2 separate regions of the Mus musculus genome follow, and region 2 is linked to region 1. A link is a contact called in public Hi-C data. All regions are on one chromosome and are shown on one strand. The core of a region is the stretch at or near the end of the contact, and the rest is flanking DNA. Distances in the headings are between cores, read along the strand shown.

Region 1 (5,843 bases), core at 600-3,099:
GGCAAGGAAGTGGAACCTTCTACTTTGGACCCTGAAGCCCATGGTTCTGAGGGCAGGTGGGTGTTCACTGCACTGAGGGAGTGCTAGGGAAGAAACGAAGGCACCAGGCGGAGTTCTGAAGTTTGGTTTATTGGCTGAGGGTTAACATAGCCCTCAGGCAAGGCTTCTCCAGGTAGCTGTCTCCTCAGCCTCCTCCCCGCTGTGGCAGGGCAATAGATGCTGAGGGTATGAGTTTGTTAGCCTCGTGACTTCTAGAAGATAGAGGGGCTTCCACATGGGCTGAGAGAAAGGCAAGCGATGTCACTCTAGCATCCCGTACAGGCAGCGTAGGCACAGATCTCACATGTGTTTGGGTCCTGAGCAATGGCCTCTGGTCAAGGAAGAAGAAGTCTTGGTGAGGGACGGCCACCATTTTCTCATATCCCCTGCCTCTCTTCCACTAGAGTTTGGATATCTGTCACCAGCCACCAGGATAATCACAGCAGGCTGATCTCCTCTGACCCTCTAGACTTTCTGCCTCAAATGGGGCGTATGAATTATTGAAGCCAACCAATCAGAGTGCAGCTTTTTACCAGAACAGAAACGGAGTTGTTAGACATGACCCGAAGATGGGATGCAGGACTCCTTTTAACCCCTGCTTCTGAACGAAGGCCTTTCTAAAAGGCTTCAACCAGTGCCACTCAGAACTAGCCAATCAAAGCACACCTCCTCCTCAAGCCCCAACCAATCAGAGGATGTCCTAGCCACACTAGCCAAGAGCGCACTCACCTAGCCTCTGCAGGATCTCCTCGGCGTTGGGTTTCTCGCAGACCGGCCTCAGTGCTTCTGGAAGTGCAGAGTGGCTACTACATAGCTGTGGTGCCACGGGCTGAAGAAGCCGGGGAGCAAACTTCTTGTGACTCACCAGTCTGGGCTCCTGTACCTCGCGGAGACCCTTAAGTTTTTTCACTGACTCCAGAGGAAAGGAGAGGTCTCCATCCTGAAAGAGGCAGCCAGAGCATGAGGCCAGGCTGTAGGCAGCCCTAGCCTGGGTGGCTTGCTTGAGACAATCTAAGGAACAACGTGAGGTCAGACCTCTGTGACCCTGGGTTTGCTAGAGGCCGTAAGTACTGCATACTATCTACCACGTGATCAATGGAGCCGCTTCTGTAGAGCCAGGGATGCTGTGGGTGCCATATGAGCGTGAACTGGCACCCTTATCCGTGGTCATGCTAGCCCAGCCTATCTTTTCCTGCCCGAGGGCTTCCACCTCCAGCCTATCAGAGGCAATACAAGGAACCCAGGGGCGTCCTTTAGAGAATAGGATCCCTGTTTGCTGACAACCCAGCTTGTGTCTGGTGTCACCAGTAGGTATGCCTGACCATCTAGGTTCCCATCGGGTGCAATGGATGCCTAGATTTGAGCCCAGCCACCTCCCTTTTCAGCCATCAGCTTTGGCTGTTTGGGGACTTTAGTGAAGCTCATGATTCTGTTCTGTGAAATGCCACCAACCCTTTCATCCCGGGCCTGCCGAGTCACAATGGGACACTGGAGCAGCCAGACTGCAGGCACTTATTGCTATAGTCTTTCCCAGCTGGTATTTCTTGCTGTCTCCTTGAACGTTTTCCTCTTCCATGTTTGAAGGGAAAATATGGCTGGCTGGCAGGTCTCGGGAGGCGGGGGGGGGGGGGGGGGGACGACAGGTCCCAGAAGATGCCCATCCCTCGTTTCAGGATTCCAAGGATGGGGCTAGACTAAGTAGGGATGGGGTCATACCTGCACAGTGACCCCTTCTACCAGGACAGCCAAGGCACCCAGGAGGCACAGCACAGAGAGCACACAGGCATTCATGGTAGCAGTATGCAATGCAGAGAACAGGCCAGTACTAGTGCCTGGGGTAAACAGTGGGGCTTTTAAAGAGGTTGGGGTTACTCAGTAACCCTGGGGCCTTGTCAGCCTCATCTGCTGCCTGTTGAGCCCCATCAGATAAGGCCAAGTGGAGCCTGGGAGATAAGAGATCAACAGAGCCTGGCAGAGCCCTGGCCTCTCCCTGGGCACTACTGTGACTCACAGCTGGGCTGGGTCCTGGATTTACTCCCGACCAGGATGGCAGATCCAGCCTTGCCCTTGAAGAAAGAGGCCCAGCAAGGTGACTGTGACTACAGTGGCAACAGAGACAGGGCCATTAGCATGGGGGTGGGGAGCACAGAAGAGTTACCTCCCACCCATTCAAAGAAGACCCTGTTAGGAGGAGCAAGAAATGAGCTGAGCCTGGAATGTTCAGGGGGAAGGGAAGAGTAAGTGAGCCCAGAGAGGGGGGAGAACGGGAACACAAAAGCCAGATGAGTCCAGCCTTGGTCTCTGGGATTCAACTTTGCTATTCACAGGCCTGCACTCAAACCCCACCAGCGGCCTGTTTTCGATGTGACTTCCACTCCACATCGTTGCCCTATCAGGTTCTCTGTGCAGACCAATGTGAATACCTCCCTGGTTGGCAGATGCCTTCGTGCTAAGGAGACTATGAGCACCTAAGTGTTCCATGCAGTTCCTGGCACACAGGAAGCCCTCGATGAAGAAGTTGCTGTGCCTGAACAGCAGCAGCGGCTCCTGGTCTCCACTGATGGCTACCTGCCTAGCCCAGTCAGAGCAGTTGGTCCTTAGGCAGTATGGCCCCCTCTGTCCTGCCCTGCCCTGCCCCGAGTGGCTGAGATGGGTCTGTGTGGATCCGGGTCCCTCTAATCTAACCTCTGCTGGGATTGGGGCAAGTCATATATTCACTGCAGGACCTAGAGTGTCCAAGCCCCAGGACCTTAGAGAAAGCAGTCTTGACGGATCCTCTCCTTCCTGCCGATTCACCACACTGCTTGCATTCCCAGTGAGGGACGGCATCCCTAGATGTGAGAACAGTACTAAAGAAGGGGCTGGAGAGGACCCTTGTAAGAAGAAACTAGAAAGTACCTAACCCTGGGACAAGGTCAAGAAACATTTGTTCTTACCAAGCTGTTCTAGGCTGGACTTCTGTTGTCTATTTCCCCAACCCCTACTACGGGGTCATATGCAAATGCCTGCAGGCACTGAGATGCAGATTGCATGTATGCTGAGGTGTGTACACTGAAGGGGTCTTTGTGTGTACAGAGATGTTTGTGAGTACATGAGGTGTGTATTGAAGGGCACATGTAGGCATTCTGAAAGGCATGTGTGCAAAGGTGTTTGTGTGTGCACTGAAGTGTTGTGTGCCTATGTATGCCAGAGTATGACACACTGAGTTATGTGTATATACTTGGTTATATTCATGTGTACACTAAGAAGTCTATGTGCCTATGTGCTGGGGATGTGTGCACACACTAAAGTGTGTGTATGTGCATATATCCTGAAGTTGTCTGTTTATGCATATTTGTGAGGAGGTTCATGTGTTCTTCAGGAAACAGTGTGGAGGGGTGTGGAGGGGTGTGTGTCTGTTCGGTGTGCCAGCAGACAATACATGTGCAGTCCACATGCTCCACATTGGTCTGTTGAGAGGTGACCTTCAGGGCCTAGCAAGGGTGCTGATGAGCAGGGGTTCACAGTTGCAGAGTACCCGTGTGCTGGCTTGGAGATAAACTTACTGATGTTTCGAATACTGATATGAGGCAGAAAGAGCAGGGGACTCTCCCGGGGTGCATGGGGTGACAGGGGCGAGCTGGGCTAACATGAGGACCAGCAGCTGCCTGGTCAGGGGCTGAGTTAGGAGGAGTCTGATGGGTTTGGAAGTGGATGCTGGTTAGGATAGAGCTCGAGTGTGGAGGCTGCTGGGCTGGGTTCGGATTCCTTGTAGGGTTACAATTGAATAGTTTGCAGTGAAGTTGATGGATGGGGCGGGGCTGGGTTTATGATTTGGGTTAGGTCTGGGATGACGTGGGAGCCTAAGGCTGTGCTGGGATTTGATTTGGCTTTAGGGTGGGACTGGGTTAGGGGAACCCTTTTTTTCTGACTCAAGGTGTCTTCCCTCAGTGTGGCAGCGACTGGGGGAAGGGAATAGGGTTTCCTCTCCTGCCGTCTTTTTTCCCAGGAGCTGCTCCATCTGACCTTCAGGATGACGCAGTTCCACACCATGGGAAAGAGGAAGTTGCTATTAGGTCCTATTCCTTTGGGTCTGGCCCTATCCAACACCCCACCCCCAAACTCTGCTCTGAGAAGTAGGAACTTACTCTTCTCTTTCCCACTATGGTGCCTGCCTAACCTGGGGCCAGCTTCAGCCTTTTTACAGGAGACATAAGACCTCATCTGCCTGCCACTAAACCTGCTAGAGATTGGACCTTAGCTGTACCTCTGGAAGCCCAAGCTTGCATCCTGAATCCCGAGCCTTGTCCTCAGCTTCCAGCATACCTCATCTCATCATCTTCTGGCAAGCCAGGGCACTTCCATGGCCTTCTGAGCCACAGCACCATCTAGGGACAACCAGCTACTGTCCCAAACCTGGCTGGCATTCAAGGTCAGCCCCTCCCCCCACCCCCAGGAGTATCTCATTCAACCAGGATCTCAAAGCACTACACTGGGGTAGGAGGGGATGCCAGGGCTCAAGCTCTACCCAGAGCTAGACAGCCCCCAGTGGCAGCTTCATCTGAATTCCGTGTCAGCTTCTGTGATGGAGACTGGTGAAAAGAACAGCTCCACCTCAGAGCTCGACATTTTCTAGCAACTTCCAGGGGCCCCTGAACCCCAGAGTTAAGGTTAAGACCATTTCTACTCCTTTGTGCTCTGGAAGCCTTCCCATGCTACTTAGAGCCACATAGCCTCTGAGAGGTTGGCAGCATAAGCTGCGTGCCCAAAGCTCAGACAAGGCCTGGAATGACAAGGCTTGGAATGGGGGGGGGGGGGGGGAGGGAGGAAGGATGCTTCCATGTCTAATAGAAATAAAGTGGCACGGTTTGTCCCCAGCACAGTTAACAACTGTGGCAGACAACTACTCTGCAATTGGCTGGGCCAAGCCCCAGTGCTTTGCAGCTATGGCTATCAGTTGTCACTGTCCCCAACACAGCTGGCCCTAACCTCAATGCTGGGAGTTGGGTAGTTCTACTTGATGCTGGGGTACCCTGGGCTTCTCCAGGAGACTGATACTATTCCTTCCAACCAACAGATCTGGTTTAAGGGCTGTGTCTGGGTGACCTCATCTGATTCCCATGAAGGCTGGTCCCCTACAAACTTAAATCCTCCAACAGGTCTCCTGCCTGTAAGCCCACAGGCCTCAACAGGGAACAAGGCCCAGAAAGAGCCTGGAGACACTAAGCCTGATCTGTGTGACCTAAAGAGGTGTGGTCTGCATTTTAGTTCAATCTGTGAAGCTTGTAAATGGGTTTCAGAGGGTGTACCAATCTCTGGTTGCCATGAGAACCCAGGAGGCCATAAATGCCTGACAATTCCAGTGTCTGTGAACCTCCTAACAGCTTTGGCAATGAGTGTGTGTGTGTGTGTGTGTGTGTGTGTGCGTGTGTGTGTGTAACTGTATGATCCCATTTTAAAGGGTGGGGGCAGTGAGCTGGAGCTCACTGGGGTTAAGAAACCATATCTTCCCAAGGCATGCACACACATGGCTGCTGACTGTGCACCGTAGAAAGGCACAAGGCCAACAGCACACGTGTAAACACAAGCTTTGAGCACCTTCAGCCCAAAGGGAGGCACAATTTTCAGATTTGCTGTCAGGTGGATTTGGTGACAACTCTGGCCATATAGCTATAAATTCCAGAACCAAATCCAATTTCTGAAATACCAAAGGAAAAACTGACCTTCCCGGGTGCCTCCTATACTTATTCTGGCATCACACAAACCTCCCCTTTGAGGGAAGAAAGAGAAGTGGCCCACCAAGAGTCAGCGATGCCCACTCTGCA
Region 2 (5,944 bases), core at 1,463-3,962, 410 kb before region 1:
CTTTCATACTCTGCATTCTTCAGATGCTACCTATAGGTATTGGTCCCATGATAACCTATACATTTGTATAATTAAAATATTAATTTATACATATATTTAAAGGACCCATGTGATTATACCAGGTTCACACAGGTAATCCTGGATAATCAGTATTTCACAGCTGATTTCCAGCTATACTCCCCTTCGGCAGAACCAGCTTAGGAGTCTGTGGGGTGTGATGTGGACATCTTTTCACAGAGGGGTCAGCTTTCACTCCCAGACAGCATGAGAAAGTTCAAGAGGAAGGTATCCCAGGAGAGTGGGTAGGTAGTGGAAAGGAGACAACAGGTGTGTGTGTGTGTGTGTGTGTGTGTTCAGAGGTCCAGAACAGAAATGCTTACACACACGTACACACACACACACAGTGTGCAGCAGCAGCAGCCATGGCTTCCCTGTTATCTTCTCAGCATACATCATCCTTTTAAACCTCCCTGTGTTTCCACACTGAGCTGGGCACAGACAGTTTCCACAGAGACTGCAGTAGCCTGAGCAGAGCCAGAAATAACTCCAATGAGATGAAAAGCATCCCCTGCCCATCCCTTCCTCCCTACTCACTCCTCCCTCCACCCCATGGGGGAAGGCCCCACCGGAGGCCCTCTCCCAGACTTGGGAAACAGTCCTCTGCAGCCTGGCTCCAGGGAGACGATGCAAGGGCAGTGATTGGTACCCGAGGATCAGGCTGCAGGGCGGAGCCTCCTCCCTAGCTGCACCTCTACCAGCTTCCAACTGTTTCTTCTCTACCTTCTTGCTGCCAGCTACTGGGATACAGTTCTGATCTTGTACCCAATTCTAAGGTCTGGGGATGGACCTGGGCCAGCCTCTGGCACTCATGAAGAGCCACAGCCAGGGGACTGTTCTCCCCGTGGGCCGCCAGCTCTACCTCTACCCTGTGCCCACCCTCTTTTTCTTCCAGTCTTGAGAAGCTTGTTGGTAACGCTCAGCAAAATGTTCCTCCTCCCAGGCTCTTCCTGAGTGCTCCTGAGAACCAGAGTCCCCTGTAGTAAGGCTGAGCACGCAGGCAGCGCTGTTCTAGGTGGTCTCAGGAGCACCCCACCACCGTTGATTCTGACCTCACATCTAGTTCAGTCGAGGACATGAACGTCTGGGTACTGAGCTGGGCAAGTGCTAAGGAACTCTGCATCGGCTTATCTAGTCTTTACCTGGGAGGACTGGGAGTGAGAAATGGAGACCGGAGAGGAGAAATGGTCGGGTCACACTGCCTTCTCCAGGCTGCAAAGCCCTGAGGCTGCAGCTACAAATCTAACCCAGGGAGGAGGGTGTGTGTGGTGGGGGAGGGGAGGAGACACATTGGCAACAATGACAGATGCCAATGAAAAATTTCCAACTTGCTCCCTGCAAAGCCACATGTGACTCAAGATACCTTCAATTTTGCCCCTCTGTTATATGATGGGAATTCAGTATATGATTTTATTTGGGTTAAAAAAAAATAGTTAAGGGTCTGAGAGGAGGTTCCACTATCTAAAACATCATGAGATAGCCAACCTCAACTCACGCCCAAGCAAAGCCAAGGCTCAGAAAGGGAATAAAGCTGCCCTAAGGCAAGGCTTTCCTTGGGGCACCCCAACCTGTTTCTCTTCCAGGGAAGCTCCATGTGAGGCCCCCTTTGGCCTTTCTTGCTGCAGCTTAGAATCCAGGTTGCTGTGCCTCCCGTTAGATCCCTTAAGCACTGTATACTCGGTGTCTACAGCTCCCAAAACTCAGGCTCCATGACCTTGTCTGCACTGTTAGGACATCTGTGTGGGGCAGCAGGTGCATCTGTATATATGAGCCTGCTCTGACCGGTCATGAGCAGTGACTACATTGGGATCACAGGCAGCAGTGCCAGGCCCTGAGTCACTGTTCCTGGTCAATGGAAAGAGCTCTATATTTAACATCAAAAGCCTCAAGCAGAGTCCCACTTCTGCTGCTCACCACTCTATGGCCTCGAACCGCCCACCCGACTTCTCTGAGTCTTTCCCCTGGGGGGGGGGTGAAGATGTTTCCCGTAAGGAGAGGGTATGGGTTCAAATGAGGTGACCAGTGTGAATGGTCTGAGCCTGCCAGTGTGGGTCACAGTCCCCCATGCCATAATCCTGTTGTAGGCTGTGGATGGTCCATGCTAGAAAGCGCTCAGTGTGTGTTTGCTAAAACCTCCATCTGCAAACATCTGCTGAGCTGCACATGGCTACAGGAAGACATGGGCTGGAGGAAATAAGCAATTTTCTCCAAATACATTTCCTGTGAGGCCCAAATGCTGGGAAGTGGGTTGGGGTGTCTAGGATGAGTAGCAGGATACAATGATGGCTTCTTCTCCAGGACCTCTCCGGGCAGCTAGGGAGAGCTCTGGCAGGAGGGCCTTACCCTGAGGTGCTGGGTCAAAGGCAAGCAAGGGTGTTCCAGGGAAGCAGGATCCTGGGAGCAAGTCCAGAGCCCATTCCCTTCAGCATCTTCATGGAGACAGGAAAGAAAGAACTGAAAATATGCTCATTAAATCTGCATCTGGCACCCGGCTTGGCAGGGTTGCCAAAATTCTGTAAGACTAGAATTAAATTAGCAAATTGGAAGTCGGATGATTTTAAGCAGGCATGATGGAATTCATCAGGGCCAGGTGGAAGCTGGTGGGGGAAGGGGACCAGGAAAGCCCACATCCCCGGGGGTTGGAAAGCCTGGCTGTGAACAGAAACAGAAGAGAAACGAGCCAGACATGATCCACACGACTGAGGTTCACCCTGGGCATGTGGGGTGACAGAGGGCCCATACTGCAAGGTGGGAGAGACAGGAGGCGTGGAAGGGGTGGCTAGATGACAGCCTTCTCTTCACAATGAAGAAAGGAGCCTTGAGGCTGTCTAGGTGAGAGGCAGATGGGTTCTCTGAACAAGTGGCTCTACGTGGGTGACACCGCAGGAGAGTGGCTGACACTGTTGTAATCGCCACTGAATACTTACTAAGTTTGGGAAAACACTAAGTGGAAATTCAGGGGTGGAGGAAGGACCAACCTCCATGGAGGAAAAAAGAAGACGGGGGAGATGTTCATGGGGCACTCACAAGGTGCTAGGCACCAGGTGTGATGCCCACCATGACTCAGCACCACACTAATCCTATACATCAGAGGTTTACTTCCTTTTCTTCTTTCTGTCTTTCTTTTTAACTGTCTTTACTTAAAATGCTCATGTTCCTGAGCACGGGAACTAATGCCTCTGATCCCAGCACTTGGGAAGTGAAGCCAGAAGGACTAGGCCTTCAGGGCTATCCTAGGCTACATAGAAATACAGAAGGCAGCTGGACCTGCATGAAGTTCTGTTGCAAAACAAAACAAATACATATTCAAGTCAGGCATAGTGGCTCACTCAAATAATCGCAGAATTTGGGAGGCAGAGGCAGGAGTACTATCATGATTTGAGGCCAGCCTAGGCTACAGATTGTATAAAGTGAAGCCCTACCACAAAAGAACCATAAATAAATAAACAAATAATATATAAATAAATAAGAACCAAAATAAATAAATTAAATTAAATAAATGTATGAACACACACACACACACACACACACACACACACACACAAAGAGAGTGGTATTATGAGGTTGACAGTGTCTCTTCCACCCTCTCAAATTCGACTCCTCTCTGAGGCAGCTTCCATGAGCACAGAAACCACTCTTCATGTGCAGGGCCACACTTAGTCTGCACTAACCTGAACATGTTCTGGGTTAGCACAGGATTGTACAGAACACATTGCATGGAAGCCTTCTTCTGGTGAGGAGTATACCCTGACTCTCCTTCCTGGCTGGCCCCAAAGGGACACATCTTTCTTTATAATGGATGCAAGACATCCCACACTACTATTTGAGCATAGCCTCAGCCAGGCACGAAGAGCCTTGTCAGTCCTCTGACACACAACATGCTACAGGAAAGGCCCTTACACACAGGTCTCTCTGGATCTGGGATTGGCCTGATTAAGCAAGTATGTCCTCTGAAAGCCTTCATTCACGACAATTGAGCCTTCCGAGTTCCCTAGGTCTTTGCAAGCATTTGATTTCTATGCATCACTATACATTTTTTTCCTTTTCCTTTTTTCTTTTTTTGGCCATTTTTAGGCAAAATAATCCCACTTAAACTCCCAGTCCCTTGGACTTAGTTCAAGTATCATGTGTTTAGGGGCCATTTTCACCTTGGGAGCTATCTGCTTATTTTTGCACGTGGCTGTTATTTTACTCTGTTATTGGAATTCTTTGCATGTGTGATAACGGTGAGCTTGCTGCTTCCTCTGTACTAGGCACTGTTCTAGGCTCTCCACCAAGGTCATAGCATGGAACTGGGGTCCTGTCAAGTGGTTGCATAGTCCTTGTTTATGGCCAAGAAAACAGAGGTTCAGAGACTCAGGTCACTTGATCAAGGCTAAAAATGGTCAGAAGTAGGGCAGGGCAGAGTCTGAGGGACAAGTTGAACCCATCCTTCCATTTGCAAATGAGTCGGTTCTCACGTCTTCCCATGGCCCCTGTAATCTAACCCATAAAGAAAGTCCCCCCGAAAATCCCCCTTTCTGTTATTGATCGCTTCCTCTATTGTGCACCATCTTTAAAAGAATGTACATCATATAAGCCGGGTAAGGAGGCTGAGCTTGAACTGCACAGGGACCCTGCCCCTTCTGGGACATTGATATGTCGGAGGAGGCAGGAGGTGGCAGAGTTTATCCACGGGAGTGAGAGCCAGATGGCCTGGGCAAGATTAGGACCAGCACATGGGGTGAAGCCATGCCCGGTGAGATATCACATCGTCAAATCACAGGCGTTCTCACCTGGCTCACGGTGCACACTGGGTGGTGGAGCCCTGGCCCTTAAGTGTAACTGACACACATACTCCTGTGTGTCTGAGTACCAGGAGAAAGCATGAGCAAGCCATGCTCACAAAGCTGCCTCGGGTCTGGACTGACATTTTTTTTTAGTGAGGTGATGTATTTATTTGTTTACTTAGCTCCTGAAACAACAACATCACACGTGGGTTTCTGGATCACAGAGCAGACACGAAGTTGTTCTATGAACCAGGCCATGGTTGCTGCAATGGGTGTGCACCGTACAGTCCTCAGTCCTCACGCTTCCCAGGGGCACAGCAACACGGAGGGGGAGGGAGTGTTTGCATGCCATTTGCCACTTTTCTTCTAAGAAAAAAGGAATTAAGTTAACAGAATCAGAAAATGTGAGAAGCTGGCAAGCTGAGCGAACAGGCAGAAACAAGTTTTAAAGTTACTGTGTGTTCACATGACACTTTTAGCTTTGACCTTAGATGACTTCAGCATTTCCCAGAATGCATCTCTGCAGATCTCCAGCCCACCTTCTTATATGCTTGCGTACATGGATGTGCACATGCACACACATATACCTTCTCTGATCAGTCAATCTTGGAAAGCTGCGCACGATACACTCCTGAACACAGTCTCACACTCACAACACGTACACACACCCTTTGATGGATTTTCAGCACACTTCCTACAACATAGGCACACCTAGGAGTCCTATGGTATAAGGACCTTTACATTTTACCCAAAGTATTCAGCTATGGTTTTTTTTTTTATTCCCTATGCACATTTATACATCCTAAGACACATGCTCTACAAACCTACCATGAGAAATGCTATACTCTACAAACCTACCATGAGAAATGCTGGCTTTTTCAATTTACAGGATTGGAGCTTGATTAAGCTGGCCTAGCATTCACAGAGCCCTGAGTTTGATCCCTAGCACTTGGCAAACTGAGCATGGTGGTACAGACTTATAATCCCAACACTCAGGAGGTAGAAGCAGAAAGATGGAAGTTCAGGGTCATCCTTGGCCAAACAGAGAGTGTAAGGCCAGCTGGAGCTTACATGAGACACTAGCTTAAAGACAAACAACCTATTTCAGTAACAAACCA

The links. Hi-C and Micro-C count contacts between places; a contact is called where the count stands out from the background.
Region 2: a contact with region 1 is called in a Hi-C map of the N1E-115 cell line, with 3 times the contacts expected there. The contact joins the enhancer-like site here to the promoter of Guca2a in region 1. A contact is called at or near these places in 3 of 39 promoter capture datasets (the 3T3-L1 cell line and hippocampal neurons), 1 of 15 datasets of contacts at CTCF or cohesin (the NIH/3T3 cell line), 2 of 484 Hi-C or Micro-C datasets (the N1E-115 cell line and cortical neurons) and 1 of 115 datasets of contacts at active chromatin or transcription factors (embryonic forebrain).

Annotation. Positions count from the first base shown.
Region 1 is chr4:119,633,738-119,639,580 of GRCm38.p6, reverse strand. Guca2a (guanylate cyclase activator 2a (guanylin)) reads right to left here and starts at 1,849. Exons shown (of 3, transcript NM_008190.1): 1 at 1,756-1,849; 2 at 769-979; 3 at 116-370. The coding sequence starts at 1,830. The coding sequence ends at 306.
Region 2 is chr4:120,041,984-120,047,927 of GRCm38.p6, reverse strand. All of the region lies in intron 2 of Hivep3 (human immunodeficiency virus type I enhancer binding protein 3), which reads right to left. Among named protein-coding and RNA genes, the nearest start is that of Gm38632, 12 kb to the right of the region's middle. Within about 2 kb of position 2,712, at least 35 of the 459 cell types and tissues checked have an H3K27ac peak or open chromatin away from gene starts, as enhancers often do. A contact at or near this core is called in the N1E-115 cell line, cortical neurons and hippocampal neurons, where this site is marked.